Regions from separate parts of the Ovis aries genome. Here region 1 is linked to region 2. The links are chromatin contacts, called in public Hi-C maps. All regions are on one chromosome and are shown on one strand. The core of a region is the stretch at or near the end of the contact, and the rest is flanking DNA. Distances in the headings are between cores, read along the strand shown.

The links. Hi-C and Micro-C count contacts between places; a contact is called where the count stands out from the background.
Region 1: a contact with region 2 is called in a Hi-C map of liver, with 3 times the contacts expected there. The contact joins the promoter of ESYT1 here to the promoter of CNPY2 in region 2. A contact is called at or near these places in 4 of 16 Hi-C or Micro-C datasets (liver, muscle, skin fibroblasts and 1 more).

Annotation. Positions count from the first base shown.
Region 1 is chr3:163,411,975-163,415,972 of ARS-UI_Ramb_v3.0, reverse strand. It overlaps ESYT1 (extended synaptotagmin 1), which reads left to right and starts at 2,661. Exons shown (of 31, transcript XM_004006594.6): 1 at 2,661-3,115. The coding sequence starts at 2,720. LOC121819276 (a long non-coding RNA gene) reads right to left here. Exons shown (of 3, transcript XR_009599954.1): 1 at 2,429-3,998; 2 at 1-953.
Region 2 is chr3:163,247,419-163,250,961 of ARS-UI_Ramb_v3.0, reverse strand. CNPY2 (canopy FGF signaling regulator 2) reads right to left here and starts at 1,433. Exons shown (of 6, transcript XM_004006583.5): 1 at 1,183-1,433; 2 at 436-548; 3 at 180-295. The coding sequence starts at 523.

The DNA.
Region 1 (3,998 bases), core at 1,412-3,911, 160 kb before region 2:
TAAGGCAGTTAATATTACGAGCCTGTTGTGTTCTAGCACCTTTCTAGAAGCTCCATAGGATAAAAGAACCATAGTTGTGTGTTGTAAACATAGTAGTTGTACCATGTCTGTCTGACAGGAGTCAGTTCTAAAGTATTGTGTGTTCTTCTAAATAGTTTTTAGAGAAGGCCATTGGCAAACCAGTGGGGTATCTGGGAAAAAAAAATTGATAAGACTGTAGGTAGACCCCATAGATGTCTTCAGATATTTGAAGGGCTACCTAATAAAGTTCCTGTCTTGCTGCACAAGCAGAGAGTTCTAGAAAATAGCTAACGTGAGTACTTAACATAAACCTAGGCACTTTGCTTGTCACTTTACATGCAGTATTTCATTGACACAATGGGCATTATTATTGTACTTGTTTCCCAGAGGAGAAAGGCTTAAAGGTTATCTACCCAAGGTTCCACAACTAGTAAAGAATGGATCCACGAATCTCTTCAGATAGTCTGACTCCAGCTTGGCATAAGATAAGTGCTAATAATAGAGCCATCCAACAATGGGACCACTACCTTCCAGTAACTTGTAAGGAATACAGAGGAAGTTTCCTCAAATTTTGTTGCCACTGCCATCTTGAAGAGTAGTCAGGGACCAGGTTACCATTTCCAACCCTGGGAGGCAGTTGTAATTTACATATAAAGGCAGAATGCAAAACCAGGAAGTCTCAATGCTCTCCTCCCTTAGACACTTCCTCTAACAAATGACCGTCCTTTTCCTGTTACCCACTTACTGCTTATCACCACCAGGTGGCACCTGGGCAGCAGAATTGTCAATGGGTGGGGACCCACCCTGTTTACTTGTTCTGGTGCCTGCATTGCAGCTGCTGATTCTGTGGTTGCTGGGTGGCAGTTGCGAAGAGACCTTCCTGAGGATGAGCTTTTGTTCTCCACACACTGTCTTCAGTAGGAGGGTCTGATCTGGATAGGATGAGAAATGGGAAAAGTTTGGAAAGGAACTTCCGTAAGTCACCCTCTTCATCTCCCAGCCTAAGGGACTCCTTCCCTCTACTCCAGTATTTGGCAAATTTTAGTTTTATTAGAAAGGTTTTCCTCTAAGGATGTTCATCCATTTTCCTGCTGTGGTTCTGTTTCATCAGCTGGTGGGCAGACCAATCATTCTTACTTCCTCCAAGGAATCAGAAATAACCCCTTGAACTCCTTTTATACCTGTTCATCTCAGGATATGGAGAACATAGACAGAAAATTGTTCTTTATACAGTTCTGCAAATTGAAAGAAGCAGTTTAGTTATTGTTTCAGAGAAGTACAGAAAGGGAAGTGAGAAAATTTAAGGGAGGAAGGCTGGGCAGGGATAAGTTTTAAACAGCTTTGATGAAACATAGCCTGATGAAATCTATGCCCTGCAGAGCTAAATAAAAATTTTAACAGCTGCAAATCAAACAGTAACACAAGCCCCACATATATTGCATTAAAAAGTAATCATGGCCAATCCGCTCCTCCTGGGCTTCCAATCAGCCCAGTTTCTAAGTCCCTAGACAACACTTTAAGTCCAGTTAACGGGTAACAAGAGTCCTCATTCAGTGTACCCTGAATTTTTTCATTCCTAAACCTACACAGTGCAGTGTAGCACTGAATTCCACATCTGACTATATTCTAAACCTTCCTTGTAACACAGGCAAATGAGAAACAGAATTGTCTCATTACTCTTGATTATCCATTTTAGTGTCCTAGTGGTTCCTCAAAGTCAGAAATTCTTGGAAAATATAATCACTTCTGCTACAGCTGAGCCCCCATCTCCCTTTGGATCCAGTTTAGTTTTAATCTCTTTAAAATAGAGATGACTAATTCTTGGAGGCAGAATGGACATACTTGGAGATTTCTAAAGATAAAAAAACTTCACTTCCTATTCACCCTGCTTTCCACCTCCTCCCCCCCAACTCCTTGCCTGAAGTCTGAATTATCTAAACTCTACTTTTCAGACTTTCCAGTTTTTTGTTTTCCAGAGGCTGTCATTACATAGACGAGGCAGAAGACTGGGAACAAGATAGGGTAGGTCACTGAACACTTTCATTCCAAATAGGGTAATTTCCTTTCCTTTTGTAAGGACAGCCAGAAAAAAAGTGGAAGGATAAGGAATATGCTTAAAGAATGAAAACAAGGGAAACGAGACAAATTAACACGTAGGAATCCCAGACCAAGTTCTGCCAAATCGTCTGAACAGAGTGGAAGGAAATCCCGACCCTCCATAACCCCTCAACTTCGCTACTCAATCTACCTCTAAAACCGAGTAATTAGCGGTGCGGCTCCGCATGACGTCATACTACAGGCACGCCAATCCCACGTGGGGGAGCTCCTGGTCCCGCCTCTCCGCTTTAAATGGTAGCCACGCCTCCTCCTCTTTTTAACTAATCATATGGTAGTCTTTAGCCTTTACCTCCTTTTCCCGCCATCCCGGGCCGCCCATCTTGACACTCAGGTCCAATCAGGAAGGTCCTGCTTCTCCCGAGCCCTTTCCCCCTCCTCGCGGAAGGGGGCTTTTCGAGCTTTTGACTCCACCTTCGTTTATGCGGTGCGGACCAACCCAAATAGTCAGAACGAAGGGGCGTGGCTTGATATCCCCTCCCCCATTCTGGGGTTTATGGTTTGTAAGCCGGGGAGCTAGTCTCAAAACTAAGCAACCTCTATCTGATCTCTGGGTTGGGCGGGTCCTCCCTGAGGTGGCAGCATGGAGCCCTCTCCTGGAGACGGCTCCAGCCCCAGCCCCAGCCCGGTGGACCAGCCCTACCCTCCCTCCGACCCCCCTGACCAGCCCCCCACTGCTCACGCAAAGCCAGAGCAGAGTTCTGGGGACCAACCTGCTGGCCCAGGAGCGGCGGGTGAGGCCTTGGCGGTGCTGACTTCGTTCGGGCGGCGGTTGCTGGTGCTGGTGCCGGTGTACCTGGCCGGGGCAATGGGACTCAGCGTGGGTTTTGTGCTCTTCGGCCTCGCCCTCTATCTGGGCTGGCGCCGGGTCCGCGAGGAGAAAGAACGGAGCCTTCGAGTCGCGCGGCAGCTGCTGGACGATGAAGAACGGCTTACGGCGAAAACTCTTTACATGAGCCATCGAGAGCTACCTGCCTGGGTGAGCGACCACCTTCAATCCTCAGTGCAGAATAGCCCCCCTTTAGCGCCTCAGTTCGAGGGCTCTCCCTATCTTAAAGTCAGCTCCCCACCTTGGGACGATGAGCCCCAGATTTACCCCTTTGGCCAGCTAGCCGCCTGCTTGCTGGGACGCGCCACTCGTGAGAGCGACTATCCACCCCCTTCCGCACGGCCGGATCCCGATTCTTCCACAAAATCAGGACTTCTTCCTCCACGCTTAGGCAAGAACAGTAATAACATCTGGGAAGCCTGTCTCAGGCGTGGTTCTTCCTCCAACCTACCATTCCAATGCCCCTCCTTGTTTCTGGTGCCATTCACTGTGCTCCTGGGCATCCCCGTTCCGGTGGCGGCTCAGAGGGTTTCCTCCTCTTTCCTGTCTTCCCCAAGACTTTTTTTTTTTTTTAATACCCATTTAAGGCCATAAGGTTTTTCTCCCCTTTCCCGCTCTTATCCTCGAGTACCCTGAGACCCGCCCTGGGAGCATTGACCAGTCGAGGCCCCGCACCTGGACAGACCCTCCGACCCTCTTCTTTTTAGCCTGGGGTGGCTGGGCCATTGAGCAGCGGAGGCGGCTGCTGGACGAAGGGCGGGGGTGCTGGCGGCGGCGGCGGGAGGGGGGGGCGCATGCGACTGCTGCAGTGCCCGCTGCCGACACTCCACGGCCCCTGACCGGCCCCACCCTTTTCCGGACTGCGGGCTGCGCTTGCTGGGTTGAAGCCAGGACCCGTTTTCTTCGCCCCCTCTGCTGTGGTGAGGGGCCCGGATGGCTTCTCTCAGGCCTTGCAGGTGCCCAGGCCGTTACCCAGCCCCTCCCGGGCCCTCCCTTCCCGCTCCTCCCAGCACAGCTGCCCGCCTGGGGGAAA
Region 2 (3,543 bases), core at 184-2,683:
CTTCTACAACTTCTACAAAGTATTAGGATTTCTGGGGTATTAGGGAGCCAGGGAAGCAAATGTATGGGATACAAGCCTTCAGCCTCTTCCAAATGAAACAGCCCAATCTTTTAGATATCTCATTAGTTGAGTTCTCATTCAAAGTTAGAGTGAGCTATTTGGGGGAACAGTCAAATTACCTCCACCACTGACTGGCTGCCATCTGGATTGATTCGGAAAGAGCCCATTTGAATGGTCTTCTTGGGATCCACCTGGGCAATTTCCCACTCAAGTTCATCCACCAGAGCCCTGCAAGCTGATGCAAGGGGAGAGGGGGAGAAAGGAATCAACCTGGGGCTTCCACTCATCCTTTTCCCAGGCCTTGGATCCCATCCTCTCCAAGGCTCTATCTTCCCCATCCCACCCTGCTTCCTCCCATTTCTTCTGTGCCTTTACCTCCACAGTGTAGATCCTGGCTCCTCCGGGCCCAGGCAGTTCCCAACAGGGCCCCCAGAAGCAGGGCCAGCCAACCCCAGCCTTTCATCTTTGACGCAATGGGGTTGCTCCACCTGGGTTTGAAGCATAGGTGTGAGATGCCTACTCCATTCCCCTGCCCCGCCCCGCCCCGCCCCGCCCGCCACGACACCCAGTCAGCCTCTAATCCCCGCCACCACCACCCCTCCCCATACCTCATCCCAAGCCTACAAAGGCCTCAGTGTGATCTGACTCTACTTTCCAGGAAATGGCCTGGACACAAAGGGGCTCCTCTGTTCCGGCGCTCGATGTCCCGGAGGCCCCGGGGCAGTGGGTGAGAGAGTGAGCTTGGGACTTGGGTCTTAGTTCCAGATACTACGTCGACAGGTGAGCCCTCAGATGTTGTTACTTAAGCGGTGGCTGCCTAGGATCACAGGGCTATGTGGCAGCCATGGGTTGGTGGCTGGGATTAAGCAAGGACGACAGGCACAGAGGAGCTGCTGGCAAGGAGAGTAGCTGATTCTCGCTAAGAGGTAGCGAGGTGGCTTGCTGGCGAGAAGAGCACTCAATAACTAGGACCTATTTGGACCCAGCACCGAAGATTGCTGCATCCCCACCTCCATCCTATAAGCTATTCCTCCTTGCGCACCAGCCCCTTTCGTAAAGACCCCACCACTGCCTTCGCCCCAGTCCAACCCCGACCCTCAGTGCCACTCGGATCCATCCCACCTCTGCTCCCAGGGCCGCCGCCGTGGCCCAGGCACTGGAAGACAGCCGAACTCTCACTTTAGCTCCCGACCCTAGCACCTGGCTGCGGGGGAGCGGGGCTGTCCAGGCTTCTCCAGAGCGCTCCTGCGCGCTCCAGACACGGGGTGCCCCGGTGACTGCCTGAGCCAGCTCGTCGAGTCCTAAGTGGATTCCTAAGCAGGGCTCAGAGGCGCTACAGTACGCGTCGCACACCGGAGACCGACCCCAAACCCGCCCCTCCGAACTCTCGCGCGAACAGGCAGCTTAGGAGCGGCTCCCAGACAGCAAGGACCCCGGTGGATCGCAGGACCCAGACTTGCGTGGCGAGGAGCTCCACGTGACCATCAGAGGTCAGCCGAAGAATAGGAGTGGCTTGAAGCAGGGTCAGAACCTGACGTCGTGCGCGGAGGCGGTCAGGCTCACACACGCCAATCTAGGTGGGCTCGGACCTTCTAAAAGAAAGGTCTGCGGCTAGCCAGTGAGAATCCCTGGTTTTAATACCCGGGAAACTACATCTCCCAGGAAGCACCACATCACCACTCTGATACTTTGTTAGTAGCTACAGGTTTTATGGTTCCTGGGACCTGTAGTTTGTCAGTTTCTCCAACTCACATTTTACACAAAACGGGGAAACCATACTGTACCTCTTAAAAGAATCCGACCCTAGGGTTCTAGGCAGCGACACCAAAGGCCAACTGCCCAGGAATGACATACTTCTTCAATATCCTGAATTTTGGACTTGAGAATTTTATCTTCATTTCTGGGTGAGACTTTGACTTAGTTTTTTTCCAGTTGTAATATTGGGTTTCCAAAAGAGTTCCTTTGGTTTTTTTCATGTAAGATGTCTGTAGTAGTGCGTGAAAGTGAAGTTGCTTAGTCGTGTCCGACTCTTTGTGACCCTATGGGCAGTAGCCTGCACCAGGCTCCTCCATCCATGGGATTTTCTAGGCAAGAGTACTGGAGTGGGTTGCCATTTCCTGCTTAGTTCATTCGAAGCAATTTTGTTAGATTGTAGTGTGACAGCTGTCATATCAGCATGCACTAAAAATACTTAGCTTAGCAAAATTGGTTCATTTTTGTGTAGCCATTTTACTATTTAAGATGAAAGAAAAAAGCAACATTTTTGGCATATTGCTTTATTATTTCAAGAAAGAAAAAAATGCAACTGAAATGCAAAAAGATGTGTGTTGTGTATGGAGAAGGCGCTGTGATTGATGAAATGTGTCAAAAGTGGTTTGCAAAGATCTCGGCTGGAGACTTCTTGCTGGAGGATGCTCCACAGTTGGGTAGGCCAGTTGAGGTTGATAGCAATCAATCAAGACATTGAGAACAATCAATGTTATACCGCGAGGGAAGACAGCTGACAAACTCAAAATATCCAAATCAGTGAAGATTTTTTAACAGAATCCAAATCAGACATTGAAAATAATTTGCACCAGCTTGGTTATGTTCTGTTGTTTGGTTTCCACATGTGTTAAGTGGAAAAAACAACAACAACAACAAAACATCACCTTCTTGGCTGTATTTCCACATGTGATTCTCTACTAACCCTAACGAAAACATTCAGTATTTCTTTATTTTGGCCACACTTGGAGGCATGCAGAACTTCCCTGGCCAGGGATCGAACCTGCGCCCTTGCAGTGGGAGCACAGTCTTACCCTCTGGACCACGAGGGAAGTTCCAAACCCTTGTTTTTACAACAAATTGTGATGAGCAATGAAAAGTGAATACTGTACAATAACGTGACACAAAAAAGATCATAGCACAAGCAAAATGAATCACCACCAACTACACCAAAGGCTGGTGTATACAAAGAAGGTGAAGTTGTGTGGGATGGGGAGTTCTCTATTATGAGCTCCTTCCAGAAAACCAAACAATTCCAACAAGTACTGCTCCCAGTTAGACCAACTGACAGCAGCACTCAATGAAGTATCCTGAATTAACAGAAAAAACATAGTCTTCCATTAGGATAATGCAAGGCTTTGATGACCAGGCAAAAACTGTTCCAGCTTGGCTGGGAAGTTCCAATGCGTCTGTTGTACTCACCAGACATTGCACCTTCGGATTTCCATTAATTTTGGTCTTCACAAAATTCTCTTAGTGAAAAAAATTTCAATTCTCTGAAAGACTGTACAAGGCACCTGGAACAGTTCTTTGCTCAAAAAGATGAAAAGTTTTGGGAAAATGGAATTATGGAGTTGCTTGAAAAATGGCAGAAGGTAGTGAAACAAAATGGTGGATATGCTGTTCAACCAAGTTATTGGTGAAAATGAAAAATGTGTCCTTTATTTTTACTCAAAAGCTGAAGGAATTTCTTGGCCAACCCAATAAAAAGCCAACAAA